Linked DNA regions of Mus musculus: region 1 is linked to region 2. A link is a contact called in public HiChIP or PLAC-seq data. All regions are on one chromosome and are shown on one strand. Each heading gives the region's core, a stretch centred on a gene start, on an enhancer-like site or on the middle of the called end of the contact. The rest is flanking DNA. Distances are from core to core; before and after follow the strand shown. Region 1 holds the start of Camsap2 (calmodulin regulated spectrin-associated protein family, member 2). Region 2 overlaps Camsap2 (calmodulin regulated spectrin-associated protein family, member 2).

The links. HiChIP or PLAC-seq counts read pairs in DNA pulled down with a chosen protein or histone mark.
Region 1: an H3K4me3 HiChIP or PLAC-seq map of the SCID.adh cell line shows a contact between it and region 2, with 17 read pairs. The contact joins the promoter of Camsap2 here to the enhancer-like site in region 2. A contact is called at or near these places in 7 of 39 promoter capture datasets (the SN4741 cell line, embryonic stem cells, frontonasal cranial neural crest and 3 more), 2 of 15 datasets of contacts at CTCF or cohesin (the G1E-ER4 cell line and the NIH/3T3 cell line), 5 of 484 Hi-C or Micro-C datasets (cerebral cortex, embryonic stem cells and nephron progenitors), 8 of 115 datasets of contacts at active chromatin or transcription factors (CD8 T cells, the SCID.adh cell line, embryonic hindbrain and 4 more) and 3 of 9 other capture datasets (adipose tissue, liver and pancreatic islet).

What each region holds. Positions count from the first base shown.
Region 1 is chr1:136,344,843-136,348,678 of GRCm38.p6, forward strand. It overlaps Camsap2 (calmodulin regulated spectrin-associated protein family, member 2), which reads right to left and starts at 1,262. Exons shown (of 18, transcript NM_001347109.1): 1 at 457-1,262. The coding sequence starts at 595.
Region 2 is chr1:136,275,585-136,279,596 of GRCm38.p6, forward strand. It overlaps Camsap2 (calmodulin regulated spectrin-associated protein family, member 2), which reads right to left. Exons shown (of 18, transcript NM_001347109.1): 13 at 1,610-1,746; 14 at 954-1,174. Among named protein-coding and RNA genes, the nearest start is that of Gpr25, 17 kb to the left of the region's middle. Within about 2 kb of position 1,562, at least 7 of the 459 cell types and tissues checked have an H3K27ac peak or open chromatin away from gene starts, as enhancers often do. A contact at or near this core is called in the SCID.adh cell line and cerebral cortex, where this site is marked.

The sequences.
Region 1 (3,836 bases), core at 12-2,511, 69 kb after region 2:
ATACTGCACTTCAACACTGACCACCTTTCATCCTACATAGCCTGACTAGCAACCACCATTACAAATGTCAAGATCAATATAGTACCCCACCTTCTTCCAGTAATAAGCTCAGATTTCTTGGTATGGTAACCACAATTATGACCGAAAGGGAAACGTATGCAAGATAATAAGGAAAACACCACACATTAGAGCCATTTTGGGAAAACACGATAATTTGCTCGCGGAATTTAGACACACGCTATTCAATAAAAGGAACCCGGTCAACCCCTCCCGCGTCAGTCAAGGGCACCTCATTTAAGACCAAACCTGCCTTCTTTCTTTCTCCTAGAGCTCGTCTCCCGTCATCTCCCTAAACCTGTACCGGAAGATACACATGGGGGAGGGGGCTGGAATCAGGAACAAAAACTGGGATGTGGACAGCATCGGGAGGAAGAGGAAAGGGACGACACCACTTACCTGTCCCAAAGGCTTTGGCCACCAGCCAGGCCAGATTGCAGGCGATTTTGGCCCTGGAGAAGTCATAGTGGTCAAAGGGTTTGATGGCTGGAACAATGAACGTCCTTCTCATCTCCCGCGGGTCTGCAGCATCCCCCATCTTTCACGGCGGCTGGTTGGGATGGAGGGACGACGGCCTTCACATGGTGTGGCGGAGAGAGGAGTTCAGATCGTCCGCGCCGGTCGCGGCCCTCCCGGGCGCCGGGCACGGAAAAGCTCAGCTGTGCTCGTCGCGAGTCCGCCGCCCGCGGGAGCCGCCGCGGCCCCGGGCATAGACGTGAGGCGGCACCCGGCCGCGCTCGCTCCGGCCCGGGTCTGCCCCTCCGCCTCCCCTTTGTCTCCGTTTAGTCACACGGGCTCGCAGGAGGGTGGCGGCTGAGAGGGCCCGGAATGCTCGGGCGGGGGCAGCCTGGACGATCACGTCGCGGACAGTGTCCCCGCCATGGCGGAGCGCGCACGCCCCGCCTCACTCACGGCCGCCCCTCGGGCCGCGGGACCCGCCGCGGAAAACGTCAGAATCGCTGCAGCGCGCGAGCCGCCCGCGGCCCGGCGCTTCTCCGGCGCTCCGATCGCCGCCGCCCGCCTCCTCGGCGCAGCTCAGGGCCAAGGCAGCGGCCTGGGGGAGGCCGCAAATCAAATCACGGGCCCTCGGCTCCTGCCTTATCGGGCTTGTCCTCGTATTTTCCGCTACCCCTCCCGTGGCCGGACGCCTCGCTCCCCTTCAGCCGCCGCCGCCGCCGTCGCTGCGGTTTTCCGGCTGCGGCACTGGATGGAAAGAGCAGATGGGAACACTGAGCATGCGCCTGGCGCGCCCGGCCCCGCCCCCGCCGCTGTCTTGCGCCGCCATGCGCACTGAGCATGCCCAGCCTCGCTGCCGCCCGCGATGGGCTCCGCGCCCCTATCCATTAATCAGCACAGTGCCCGCTGGATTGGACGTTCTGTACATCCGCAGCTTTGGGCTGCTGCCGCCGACACTGCTGGACGAGGGAAGGAAAGAAAGGGAGAGGAGAGGCTTTTCTCCTCCCGCTACACGTGGTTCAGCCAAGAGAATTGATATTTGTTTCAAATGCTGCTTATGTCACACGCGTATTGCTGAGAATTTGCCTTGCACACCCATTTAATCCTTGCAGTAACCCTGAGAGAGGTGATACAGCTGGTTGACCACGAAATTATGGAGGGATGCAGTAACTTAAGTCACCCATGGGGTTTAACCAGGGTTGAAGGTCAGGTTTAAACTCTCCAAAGCTGTATACATTTCACGTCATGACGTTTTAACTTGATACTCCCCACTTAAGTTTTCTAAGTGAAGGATCCGGTTTTTTGGTACCTTCTGTTTCCTCGTAGAAAGAAACATAAACCCTTCCACAAAGAACATCCACAATTATGATTTGTCGCAGTTCGTCTTGCCAGAACTCTCTCCGTTCCCCCACATGGGTATGCTTTCTCAGAGCTGTGCGCTGCCTGTCTCTGTGGTCTCTGTCCACAGTAGTCACTCCCTCCAGAAAGCCTTCCCTGATACTGCCAACTTCCCGTGCAGAACTGATTCCAGAGCAATGTATGTCCTTTATGTCATAACTTGTCACACTGCATTCCAACCACCAACTGTCTTTAGCTTTCAAGCTGACTTGCCTTGTCTCTGACACCTATATGATGCTAAACCTCACAGTAGTTGCTCTATCAATGTCTAGGGTCAAAGGGAGAATGTTACTGTAGTTAACACCGAGTTTGGTTAACTTTCTAATTCCCCACTTCTTGTTTTAACACATCTGATTTTAATTTATGTAATCCTGGGTGGTTTTCATTTTACAGATGAGAGAGCTAAGAGTCAGAAAAGCCTCTTAAATTGCAGATATAGTAAAGGCATAGTCACAGTCTGAACCCAGAACTATCTTACTTTGTACGACTAGGGCCTCCCTATTATCATCAGCCGTTAAGATGGGAGACATATGAAACATGAGGGGAGGCGTTTTGATCCCTACTATCGAAAAGGGCAGCTCCAGGAGCAAGCCCCTCCCTTTTGATTTCTGTTTAATCCCCAGAAACACTCCTCCTTGAACCCAATAAGGCATTACAGATAAGCCCCACTAACAATGCCAAGCAGGAAAAAAGGCACTAGAAATAATATGCCATTGGGTGATTGGCATATTTTTTTAGTAATTCAATTAATATTAATAGGGTTTTTCTCATGGGCAAGCCCCTTTGAAAAATTAATGTATTAACTGGTTTGTCAAAGCACATTCAAATGGTAACTAGTTTCCATATTTATTTGATGAACTAAGCACTAATTGTCTTCCTGTTCTAGATGTAGGACTGAGGATCATAGAGACCAGGTGCCGTGACCAAGATTTCTCCTTCCATTTGTATTGGAGTCTGGCTTCAAACTCAAACCCAGGTCTTCTGTCTCCACTCCTTGGGTACTCTTCTGGGTTCCTGCTCCCTCTCTGAATAGGGGCTAGCACATATACAAATAAAGAGAACATATCATAAATATGGTACATGCTGTAAAAGACAAAAAAAATAATCACAGCAAAAATATATGGGTAGGGATACTTGGAAGATGTCTTAGAGACTGCTGTCCAATATAATGTTCTTGAATCCAACTTCAACAGGATTCCAGCACATACATACCAAGTTAAGAGAAATCTATGGGCTAGAAAAATTAGAAAGTGATACTGAAATATTATGTCTGTTATGTGAATCCACAAGCAAATGCAAGATTCTCGAAGGCAGCAATCAGGCTTTGTGTTACCTGTGCTCTAGCCCAGCACTGTGCTCAGGCAGCATTCTCCACAAATATGTGTCAAATCTCATTGAAAACTGTTTCAACCTCAATAGACTACATGAGGAAGAGAAGAGACAAAGGCAGTTGCTCTGGCTTGTCCCTTGATAGGACGACACAACGGTGAAGCTTTAGTGAGGATAGCATTACTATGACCCCAATTGGGAAGGAGTGTGTTTAGCAATGAGGAGGGAGGGCAGCTTGGGAACAATGAGCAGCTTTTACTCTGAGGGAGGCTGTGAAACAACTTGGGGTCATAGTTGGAGCCTGTTATTAACAGGGAAACACCCTGAGTACAAAGAGGGAGGATTCATTTTCAGGGCGGCAGACACTCTAATAGGGTGTTCTTTGTGACACCTTCAGAATGATCCCTTTTAAGGCTAGAAGTCTCTGTGGACTATCGCTGTCGAGAAGAAATGTTCTCCTCTACCTTCTGAAGACAACTGACTTTGTTTGAAGCAAAAACCAAAGCCAGGCGATTCTTTGGGCCTGCTCTTCCAGCTGCACAGATGCCTTCTGCTTTTTACCTCCAGGTCTGGGGTGTCAGTCCTCCTAGGCTCTG
Region 2 (4,012 bases), core at 312-2,811:
CTTGTGCTGAAGAGCAAGCAGAGAAGCCAAGCTTCACTGCTTGGTCAAGTTTAGGTTACCCCCTCCACCCACAATCCAGAGTAACTTTAGAAATTCTTAGTTTTTGGAGTGATAGGGATAAAATCTAGAGTCTCAAGGATATTAGGCAAGGCCTCTACTTTTTTAATCTTCAGCTCTAACTGTAGAAATTCTTGGAAATTTTCCATGGTACTATATTAAATAAAATGGCTAAAAATTATGTATATTGAATTTTTCAACTCCAAGAAATTATAATTTTGGATTTTTGGCTATTTGTATCTTAGAGAGGGACCTTTGCAGTCTTGACCTGATGTTCTTTACTGTCGGATATCAATGTTTCAGGAAATGGTCAATGGCAGAGCCCTTAAACCTCACAGGAAGGGCCTGGACAAAAGTACAGGGATGCCTCCTATACCGCGCATGCACATCACATGCATCCTCATTTATGTTTGTAAACAGTAGTGAAAGCCTTGGGGACATAGTGTGGCTGTTGACTACTCCTTGCCCATCAAGTACAAAGCCCTGGAGCCAATCCCCAACACTGCATGAGAAGGAAGAGGCAGTTCATGCCTGTAATTCCAGTACTACAGGGCAGAGGTAGGAGGATGAGAAGTTCAAGGTTATCCTTGGTTATAACGTTTGTGGTGCGTTTGTGGTTAGTCTCTGCTGTATGAGCCCTTGTCTCAGGGGGAAGGAAGGTTGTTACATCTGCAGATTCACATTTAGCATTCACACTGGATTTACTGGATATATGCATGCACACACAATGCACCTCGATTAAATACAAATTTCCTTAGCTTATTTTGGTTTCCAAATAAGACCATGCATCATCTCAAACCGTGTGTCCACTTTAGTATTACCAAAGCACTGTCAAGTTAGCACAACAAGCCAAGCTGGTGTTTATGAACAGACTCCTCAGAAATAACTGCGGTTACCTGGAGGGCCTTTGATCGGTGTTTTGGGAGATTCAATATGATCTCTGTGAATGGATTTTGGCCGCTGTTTTTTCTGTTTAGCCGCCTGAGGTCGAGGCTTGATTACTGTATCCATGTCTTCCATCAGTTTCAGCTGTTTCCTCCTCATGTATTCCTGCCTGATAAACTCTCTCCGTGCTCGCTCGTCTTCCTTCTTCTGACGTTCTTCTTCAGTTTTTCGTCTAAGAAACCAAATGGCCAAATTGGTTATTTTGTATATCAAATACAAATGACACTGGAAAGAGTTACATGTTTGAAGGGAGGAAAATATTTCAGAATCTTGGGGAAAAACATAGTTGGCTTAAAATGTCCTTGAGAAAATTTAAAATTTTGGTCATTTTCCTCTCTCTGTATGTGTTTCTCAGTTATTTAAATTAATAGTATTTAAACATAGTATTAACTTTTAAAGTTAACACCCTGACAAGCAAAAAGAATAGTTTGATCTTCTAAAACTGCCCCTAGTCAACAATGGTCTCGCTCCTTTTTGTCCCCCACAATGTTCCTGAAGAACCCTGTCGCTCCAGAGCTGACAGAACACTGCCTGCCCTGAAGGCACACTTGCAGTTCTCTCTAAAGAGCCTGAGTCTCACTGCAGATCATCGCAGCATCCTCCTCACCTCGTCTCCTCTTTCTTATGCTCCATCTCCGCTTCCAGTTGCTGCTTCCGAAGCTGAGTCTCTTTCTCTCTTCTTAGCCGTTTCTCCAGCAAAGCTGCTCGCTTCATTGCCATATCATTCTCTGCCTTTTGATCATCCTAAGAACAAGAAGAGTAAACATTTAGATTCTAATTTAACATAGCCACATCCTATCATTACTTTTATCTGAAATCTGAACTAATTACAACCCTACCAAATGTGGACATGATTCACAAAATGTTAAGAAATCCTTAAACTTAACAGCCATTAAAAGAAAAAAGAAGAAACAAGTGCTTTCTTACTGCTTTAGTGTGTGCATGTGCACACGGCCGCCCACCACGGTGCACGTGTGGAGGTTGGCGGGTGACTTGCAGGAGTCTGTTCCCTCACGTGGATCTCAGGGCTGAACTGAGTCAGACCTTCAGGCCCGGTGTTAACAGCCTTTACCAGGTGGCCACCTCATGGCCTGAAAACAACTGTGTACATCAGTTACAATCTGTGACCTGTGTGCCCATGCATTCATACATGGCACCCACATGGCAGTCGGAAGACAACCTGCAAAGGCTGGTTCTCTTCCTCTACAATGCTGGTCCCAGGGATCAAACTCAGACTGCCAGGCTTTCCAGCAAGTGTCTTCCCCACCGAGTCACCGCACTGGCCCCCACATGTTTCCATCCTAACAAACAACCTACAATAGCAGAGCTTGGCTCCCATTTTAAAAAATCACATTTAAATTATAATGAAAAATCAGATAAAAAAGCATTTCAAAACTCTCCACCAAATGTCACGTCACATAAATGTTGCATGGGCTTGTCTCCAGTTTAGTTTTTGTTTTTTAGCTGAGGTACTGACAGTTTGACTGATAGAGGTCACTTGGAAGAAGACCTAGGCATAATTTCCTTTTCTGAAATTCTGTCATTCTCAGAGTTTGTCACGATCTGTAAACCTCCTGGACTGACTGAAGGCAGTCAGTTCCCAGAATGCCTCTACAGTGCAGTGCTTACAATCCAAGCAAGGAGTAACTAACACGCCATGGTACTGATTCACTGTCTCAATGACTTCTTGAGGACCTTATGTTTTAGTGACATGCATTTGCATCAAGTGCTGAACATTACAGGTTTCCAATCACACAGGAAAGAAAGACTTTTGTCTTTTTTTGCCTGGGAGCCCAGAGACAGATTCTATGGTGAACAGAAAAAGTCTGAAGGTACATCAAATCCATCAGCTTAAACATGCATTTCTGCATCTAGCTAACTAACCACACATACTATGCTATGCTTTCGGTAAAAAGAACAGTGTCCCTGCATGTTCACAGTCTAAGAGAGAAAGAAAAGAAAAAGAGGAAAACTTAAAACTATGGATGTCAGTATACTCAGGACCCCACAGAGACACTGTGGAGATAATTAATCAAGGAAGCATGAACAGTCTTAGAGAAAACAGTTAAGGAACAATCTAGAAGATACAAGAAGAGTCTAAACAAGTAGGTCTGGGTTATTCTGCCCAAGTCCCTGAGTTGGGCTAAGGTTTGAACTTTATAAACACTTGCCGCCCAGAATGCTGGAGGCTATAGGTTTACTATTCAGAACCATTCTTTAAATAAGGTGTCTCCAGTGGAGCCAGGCTCATGGAGACAGCAGTGTAAAGAACAGCATGGCGTGAGTAGAGGCTAGGGACCCATGTCCAGGAGATAGAATCAACAGGATGGAAGAGAGTGCAGATGCATGGAGGCCCAGCTTACACTGGGGATGCTCCGGCCCCGCGTTTCCTTTCTGGGCAAGGAAAAATGGTAGCAAAGGTCTCTAAACCTACACATAAAACTTTGCTATGTGTTAGTATTTGTCTATTTAAAAACAATACTTCTAAATGATTAGCAGACACAACATGAGTTACATCAAATTTCTAAATGCTGACAGAGGCCTAAGGGACAGGCATCCTGAGATAAAATTTAAAACAAATCACAATAGAACAAGCAAGCCCCACTGTCTCAGCAGTCGGTAGCTCGTTTCTCCCCACCACTGCTGCACATGGCACTTTTCCTAAATCTACCCTGAGCATCCCAGGCCAGAGGCAACAGCCGCTGAGTCGAAGGGAAGGAGTGTGAATAGCGCCATCCTCTTCCAGGTGGCGATCGATCGGCTAACGGAGCTGGAGAAAAGCTTTACTATACAATGAGTTTATGTACAAAGTGAAGCTCTTCACTATCAGGAAGTAATACTGTCCCGGCTCTGCCACTTGTTTGGCTGAAGTACCGTTTAACTACTGTAATCTAACAGTGGTAGTAAGATTAAAACTGATATCCTAATCTGTTCAGACACAGGATTAGCCATCACCTGGTTTTAGTGCCTTACCAACAACAAATCTGAAACATACATTTCTAGTTACAGA